Regions from separate parts of the Mus musculus genome. Here region 1 is linked to region 2. A link is a contact called in public promoter capture Hi-C data. All regions are on one chromosome and are shown on one strand. The core of a region is the stretch at or near the end of the contact, and the rest is flanking DNA. Distances in the headings are between cores, read along the strand shown.

The links. Promoter capture Hi-C pulls out the DNA fragments that hold promoters and counts their contacts.
Region 1: a contact with region 2 is called in a promoter capture Hi-C map of pre-B cells, with 4 times the contacts expected there. The contact joins the promoter of Ipo9 here to the promoter of Lrrn2 in region 2. A contact is called at or near these places in 2 of 39 promoter capture datasets (cranial neural crest and pre-B cells).

Annotation. Positions count from the first base shown.
Region 1 is chr1:135,427,993-135,432,155 of GRCm38.p6, reverse strand. Ipo9 (importin 9) reads left to right here and starts at 1,665. Exons shown (of 24, transcript NM_153774.1): 1 at 1,665-1,888. The coding sequence starts at 1,726.
Region 2 is chr1:132,879,016-132,882,672 of GRCm38.p6, reverse strand. Lrrn2 (leucine rich repeat protein 2, neuronal) reads right to left here and starts at 2,318. Exons shown (of 2, transcript NM_010732.4): 1 at 1,998-2,318.

The sequences.
Region 1 (4,163 bases), core at 416-2,915, 2.6 Mb before region 2:
AAGGTGCAGGGCCTTCTGTGTTCATGTCCTCAGGGCTAGCTTACCCAGTCCCTTGCCCTCAGGGTCAGCTCTACTATGTTGCCCAGGCGAGGGGCAGGGCCAGCTCAGAATAGTGCCTCAGGCAGCAGTCCTGACCAGGGACATCTGCATGGCCTTTGGTGGTAAAACAGCCTGGGATATCAACACAGACCTGGTTGCCATAGGACCTCTAACCCAGACAGGTGGACCCCCGAAGCAGTATGGATCCAGATGTCCCACGGTATCAAGTGCAGCCATTCAGATTAGCATGTCTCCCCTCCCTCTGGCAGCATGCCTCTCAGATATCCACATGGTCTCTGGTAGCAGCCCAGACCACTGACATCCACTTTGCCTTTGATGCTAATTCAGGTGCCAGACATTGACACAGACTGCAACTCCAGCTGCAGCAGGACCAGGAACCCAGACATGGCCCTTGGGGGCAGCTGGAGCCAGGACCTCAGCATGGCCTCCTCATATCCCCCTATTCTTCACTGCCTTCAAGTCCCTAGTTCCACCTTTCTCCACAGTATATGAACCCTTCAGCTTGGTTTCCTCCTCCATCTCCACCACACTCCCCATCTTTCCCATCTCCCCATCACACATTCATCCATCGTAGTGGTAGCCACGGCAGGTGCTTGGGTGTCTTTCATCCGGCCTCCCCCAACACTTTTTAAAAAATTAAGTAATGCTATATATTTGCAGGATTCACTCATAGTAGTCACACTCATAGAATCACTCTAGAGCCATGTGTGGTGGCACATACCTGCAATCTCTGCAATGGGGGAGGTGAAAACAGAAAGATCAAGATAAGGGAGTTCAAGGCCAGTGTGGGCTACAGAGCAAGTTTGAGGCTAGTCTGGGCCACATATGACCTTGTCTCAAAACAAGATAACGACAAATAGGTAGATAATATTTTTTTTAAAAAAATCATTCTAGAAAAATGCTCCTTCGCCTGTAGGTAGTCTCCCCTGGACAGCCCTTTTTGACATTGGGTTCATCTAAGCTAAAAAGCTAGAAGACTGGATTTTTCTAAAGCAACCACTCCCCACTGCCAATTTCACTTCAGTTTTTCTGCGTGTCTCCTTTTCCCTGTCCGCTCCCCAGCATCTTAGGATCTCTAAAGCTAAACTGTAAACGGAGCCAACTGAATAACTGCTGTTTTTAGTTGAGGGGAGGGGTGTTAGTTTTAAAAAGATGCTATTCTGACCCCCTTCCTTAAGGCCCGACCTCTGTCCTAACTCATCTTAAATCTGGGCCTAGAATCATGCAGGTAGAGAGCGGTGATGGGCGAGGCGAGGGAGGGCATCTACAATCCCACTACAATCCACAGCAGACAAGGTGCAGGGCCTTCTGTGCTCACGCCCTCGGGATTAGCTTTCTTGCTCCCTTGCCATCAGGGCCTTGCCATCAAAGGTTACGCGCCTTTATTCCAAGCGCGTTTTCTAACAGCGCGTGCGACTTCAGGACTACAAACCGTTATGAGAATTCTGTGTGTGCATAGACGCCCAAAGCTTTCCTGGCCCGCGAATCGCGGTTCGGTTCCGGCAGCAGAAGGCGCTGTCTCCCGAGGCTGCGCTCTATCCCCGCCCCCCGCCCGCTCCCGCGTACTTAGGTGCGCAGGCGCGGCTTCGCGGATTGGCCGTACGCGGGAGCCGTCATTCGGTGGCGGGTCCCGGCCGCGGGGCTGGCGGGCTGAGGGGAGGAAAGATGGCGGCAGCGGCGGCAGCTGGTGCGGCTTCTGGGCTGCCGGGTCCAGTGGCACAGGGATTGAAGGAGGCGTTGGTGGATACCCTCACCGGAATCCTGTCCCCGGTGCAGGAGGTGCGGGCGGCTGCAGAGGAGCAGATTAAGGTGCTGGAGGTGACAGAGGGTGAGTGAGGCGGGACCGTCACGAGGATGGTTCGGACCAGGGCCGGCCGCACAGTCCGCTGACCGTAGGGATTTGGGGATCTTGAGCCAGCGGAGAGGTGGGCGTCAGGAGTGGATTAGGAAACGTGGGGGTGGGGGTGCCGCTGGTGGCTGGGAAAGTCCTAGAAGAAGGGTGGCGCGTCTGAAAGGAAAGGGTCGGGGGAGGTGGAGCCTTAGCGGGGATGGGGTGGGGGAAGACTTGAAAAGATAGATAGATAGTGGCGGGGTTCTGCCGAGGACAGAAATGAAGTTCGACGTGGTGCTGGCGGTGTCGCGCAATCTAGATGATCTCTGAGCCCAAGACAAGGTCTTTTTGCCGTTTTCTTCACCAGCTCTGTTGTAGTGGGATCAGGGAAGGGAGCTAGAGAAGAGCCAGAAGTAAGGCCCTTAAGGAGGCGGCCACCATCGAACAAGTTTCAGCATCAGAGTTTTAAATCTGGCTGGTTGTTCAGACACATCACGTTTTCCTAGAAATCAACTCAATCCGATGCATACGACGCTTCACTTTCCGACCATGCTTCCCGTTTGTTTTTTGTTTTTTAAAGACTTAATGGCAATTATTAAATTACTGTGCATTTCTATGTACAGGAACCGATCTTCCTTTGTTTTAGATTCTTTGTTCTCATCCTCCCGTTATGTTCTTTAACGTGTTAGAGAAGAAACTATTAGCTTGACGTTTTCTTTTAATTTCCTGTTTAGTGGGCTTTCAGCGGGCCTGTTTTCACAAAGAACAGAAAAAAGGGTCAAGTCTCCTTGGTCTTTATGTAAGAAACGTACCTGATTCGGAATTCCAGATCCTCGGAATCCCCAAGCTCAAGGGAATATTTCCACTGCTCCTTAAACTTAGGCTTCCTCAGAAATATGGGAGATTGTTTCCATATTTGACCAACCACCCTCAAAGCCTTGAGTTAATACTCCTGCAGGACTTTTTATTGAAAAGAAGTGGATGTGGTGGGGGAACCTCCCTTGAATTTAGTTTTTATATCCTCTAATATGACCAACTATTGAAGGCAAGTTTCCTTCTGTTGGGACTATTGGGATTTAATAGGTTAGAGACTATTTTGAAAGGCCAGGTGTAGTTTTATAACATTACCAGACTCTTAAGAGAGGGAACCGTGAATGGAAGAAAGCTATTGGAACGAAGCACATAACTAACTTGTCCTGAGGTTTCTAGGTCAAATTCCTTGACTTTACAGTTCATGCCTCTGCCTCCCTCGGTATAAAGAAAGAACGCTGATGGGCAGAAACCTTACTAAGTTTAACTTGTTACTTGCATTTAGTTGCTGGGCTGATGCAAACCGATCCTTAATTAAACCTCCCATGAATGATACCCAGTGTTTGAGCTAATCCCAAATGTATGGCTGTCACCTTAACTGTGAAAGGCCGGCTTATGTTTAGACTGTACAATAGTTCTAGTCTTACTCTGATTTCTTCTTCAACTCATAGCCAGATGCTATGGCCTCATCTAGGGCACAGCCACCTATACCGTCCTTGAGATCGTTTTGAAGTTCTTGTCACCTACTCTTGTTACCTTTTGGGATCTTGAAATCAAAAGTACAGAATTTCGATCTGATCACTGATGAGTAAATTGATAAAGGCCACCTCAGTTCTCCCTCCTGTCCCCATAACCTACTGATAATGTGTGAGTGGCCTGCTGAGAGGCAGGGGCAAGCTCTGATACAGTAACAGGAATGGCGGCTGGTAGTGAGGTATATGACTCAAGTACAGAATGTGGTTACAGAGGTGGATCAAGTCTGGAGTTGAATATAGTAATATTGGCTTTAAAATAGTCTTCAGTGGCTTTAAAATAGTCTTGTCCCCTTCTATACCTGTTTTTATTTAGAGGATAGTGGTTCATTCCTTAAGAGTCTTTTCCGGGAGGGGTCTTTAACAGTAATCTCTCCCATTGGGTCCTGAGCATCTCCAATTTTACATACTGGCTAACTCTGAGATACTTTCTAAAGGTTCGCTTCTAACAGCTTCTTTGGCTGTGGCCCTTCTTTACATGAAATGACAGCACCTGGTCTCCTAGGGGGAGTTCACGAGCTTCTTAGTCCTGGATGGTGAGGAAATTGTTTCTGTAATGAAAATGTTTCTTGAGCTCCTGCTCTTGCCCTGTCCCTAAGCACTGGGATCTAGGGGAGCCTGCAGACTTTGCATAGTTAGAGCCTCGTTGTCACTGAGTGTCACTCGGAGTCGTGTGGTAGCCAGCAGACAATTGTCCCCTTTTTCCTAAG
Region 2 (3,657 bases), core at 1,069-3,568:
AAGGGGATGTGCCAGGGACAGTGGTACCTGTGCACCCACTGTCAAGAGGCTGTCAAGAGGCTGTCAAGAGGCGAAGAAGCCATTGTGTGCCTGGCTTGTGGTTTAAGCTGCATTTTACAGAAAGATAAAGGTGGAGGTAGAAACCTGGAGGAGAGGAAGGAAGGTAAACTTGGAGGATGGTCGGGAGAGGATGAGCAGTGTAGTGTGAGAGCAAAGGGAGAGGGAGAGGTGCTTCAGGAGGAGGGAAAAGGAAAGGAGGGACGGGGCAGATGTGGGCAGTTAGGAAGTATTCTGCTGGCCTAGCTTAGCTCAATGAGGCCCCAATCTCTCAGTTCTTATTGCCATTCCATGTCTCCGGCAGGGTAAGCTCTGGCAGGAGATCTGGTTTGGGGGGTGCTTCTAGGTGCCAGACTCTGGGAATGGTTAAAATCCCTGAGGTGCCAGAGAGTTTTTCAACTCGACCCTTTCCAAATAACATTCTGCCCTAGGCCCCAGGCCCCCTAAACAGGCAGCAGGCAACATCTGAGGCAGTCCAGGGATGGAAGAAGGCCAGAGAGGCACAGACCCCGAGCTGTGCTTCTCCCTTCCGCTTCTTCACAACGTCTCCTGGCCAGGAAAGTGGGTCAAGCCACCACAAGGTAGGCAGAAGACCCATTGGCCAGGGAGCCTTCGCATTGTGCACACAGCCCTGGTCCTCCCTGCTCTTTGGAGGACTGTTCAAGGAGCCCAGCGGCCACTGACAGGAGGTTGCTCGCTTCTCCCTCAGAAAGAGAATACTGTCCAGAGTGATGGCGAGGCTCATGAAGCCTGTCAATCATTCTGGATAAGTAAGGACGGGTAGATATTTGCTCCTGGGTCCCCTAGATAATGGTGAAGACGCTGGCAAAAGGCCACTCCTGTTGTCCTGACCTGGCTGCTCTCTCCAGTGCCCTCCTGCCTCCTGGGGTCTTCAAGCAGACGGCAGCCAGTCCATCTCTGGCAACCAGCGGCAGCCAGCGCTGTGCCCAGCCCACCCTCCTCCAAGCCCTGCCAGTCGCCCAATTAGAAGCTGCGTTGGCTTCAACAGATGGGAGCTGCGGCAGCCTGAGGAACAGAGCACAAAGCCCAGCTGACATTTTCCTTCCTGTTCATTTGGTGGGGGAGGAAGGGCAGGGGCAGCCGGGAGCATTGCAACACCCTGCTAGGGCCCACCCCCGGGGTCCAGTTCTCTCCTTCAGCGGCTCAGTTCAGCTGCCTCACCCCGCCGCTCGAGGATCTTGGCTGGCTGGGCAGTCTGCGCCCGCACAACCCTGTCATGCCAGCAGGACAGACGGCCCACCTGTGGCTGGCCAGCCCAGCCTGTCCCTGGCATGATGCGGTGGCCTCAGAGCTGCTTTAAACCGCACAGCGCCCAGGCTTAGCCCGGCCGACCCCTCCCCCACCCAAAAGTCCCATCTTAGACTGCAGTCAGACCCTAGTCTCCCGCCCGGGAGGAGCCTGACTCTCGGTGCCAGATACTTTGTACAGACCCAACCAAGGCCACCCTGTCTTTTTTGCACGGCCACCACCCGAGCTCCCAGGAAGGGAAAGTCCCCTAGGCTCTAGTGCGCTTCCATCCTGCGAGTTCTCCTCTGTCACGCCCTCTCTAACCCCGGGGCCACCTCTTTGGCTCCTCTGCATCTCCAGGGCTCCCCGCTACCCAGCAACAGTTTGAGGGGTTGGGGCCTCTCCCAGTTGGTTCAGGCCCCGACCCTCTCCCCCGCAGCTCCGGTCCAGCCAGCGCAGCGGCCACCTCCTTTGCATTCTCTAGCTCTCCTTCCTTCGCCCCTCCCGGCCTTCTCCCCAAATCACCAGCTCTCCTGCAGGCATCTCGGCGACCGCCGCGGTCGCGGCCGCGCTCCCCTCCCCCATCGGGTCATCAAAGCCCGGGCCGCGGGGACAGGATCTCGGCGACCCTCAAGGCCAAGCCAGCGTCCTCGGAGTCCACAGTCCCGGCCGCCAGGGAGCCGCACACTCACCGCGCGGGCGCTGTCCTATGTCCGTCACTCGCCTCCCGGCTGGGATCGCTGCTCCACGGCGCGCTGCTACCCAGGCCCGGGAGGCTCGCCGGGCGCCTTCCCCAACCTACACTTGTCCTGGGAGTGGTCTCAACGCTGAGCCTGCGAGGGCGTCAGCAGAATGACAGTGTCCCCAATCCTGCGCGCCGCGGCTGGAGGTTGGCGGCCAGGGCCGGCGCTCCCGGAGCGCCGCGCGTCTGCGGAGCACGGAGCAGGCCCGCGGCGCCCGGCGCCCCCGCCGCGCCTCCTCCCTCCTGGCTGCTCGCGCTCGTCCTCCTCACTAGCTGCTCCGCCGCGCTCCCAACCTCCCTAGCCCACTCCGGTCGCCTCCTCCCTGTCTGCTTGCCACGCCAACCCCCTCCAGTCCCGCTGCCATTTTAACTCCTGAGTGGCCAGAAGCCCCTTCTGCCTCACTTGCACACATCCCAGAGGAAGGAGTTGGGTGGGGCCCGATGCTGTAGTTTGAGCGGTCCTTCTGCATCAAGACCCAAGGCTTATGGAAGAGAGGGAGAAGGGCATAGCGCTTGGGGGTCAGGGGAGAAATAAGTGGCATTGCTGATGCTCCCTCCCACTCTCTTGCAAAAGCCAAGAGAACAGATGGGAAATTCAGCTTGTAGGACAGGTGTGGCTCATAGGCACCGCTTAAGGCTGTGACCACATTTTTGCACGGTACTACCCTCCCCAAGTTAACGGTGGACAGGACAAAAGCCGTGGGCGAGTTTGTCCATGGGCACTGGCGGCTCTTCTGTAGCCTTTTCAGTACTGCTTCCAGTCTCCTGGCACATGGTTAGTCTCAGAGGGATTAAGGGAGGCGCTGACAGGTCTACACAGGGACTTGGCCGCAGGGTTCTACACCTGCAGGCTGGTCATCGTGAAGCCATGAAACTAGGAGGTAAAGCAGGACCCAGAAAATGGGTGCTGGGCTACTGCTTGGTGGCTCAGAAAATTGGGGTCACCAGCACACATTGGGGCTTACTTGAAGAGTAGGTCTGCTGCAGTGAAGGCTTCAGGCCCAAGTCTTTGAGAGGCCTTCAGTGTGGCCCACTAAGAATAGGTACCAGAGCTAAGCTTCATAGCACGCCACACCCAATCAGAGCCTGGAAAGTCAAGATGAGAGAAGATGGGGCTCAAGGTGTAGGGACTTCTGCAAGTCGGGGCTTCTTTAGGGGGCCATTCTTCATGACTGGCTTTAGATTAGTGTCCCTGGCCAGACACAGGGCTTCTGGGTTCTGTTTATTCTAAGAATACAACCAGCAGTGACAGCCATGCCTACAGCCTTGTCGAGTGGACTTGGAAGTTCTGTGTTCTGTATAGACAGAGTTGGCCCCTTAATCCTTCCAGTAAGCACATACTAAATACCAGCAGAACTACTCGCTGGTCTCCACCCGCCACCCCTGCTGTGGGATATAATGGCCCTCGGGAGCCGAGAAGGACGGGGTGGAAGTACTTGAAACAAATTTTAGCATTTCAAGGCAATGGAAGGTGCCATAGAAACACAGATTGAAAACGCTGTTCTGGGCTCTGGTTATTCATGGGAGGTTTTATAGAGGAGCCGAGCTTCCAGCTGAGCCCAGCTGGACCGATAGGATTTAAACTGGCAGAGAAAATGGGGACTAGCAAG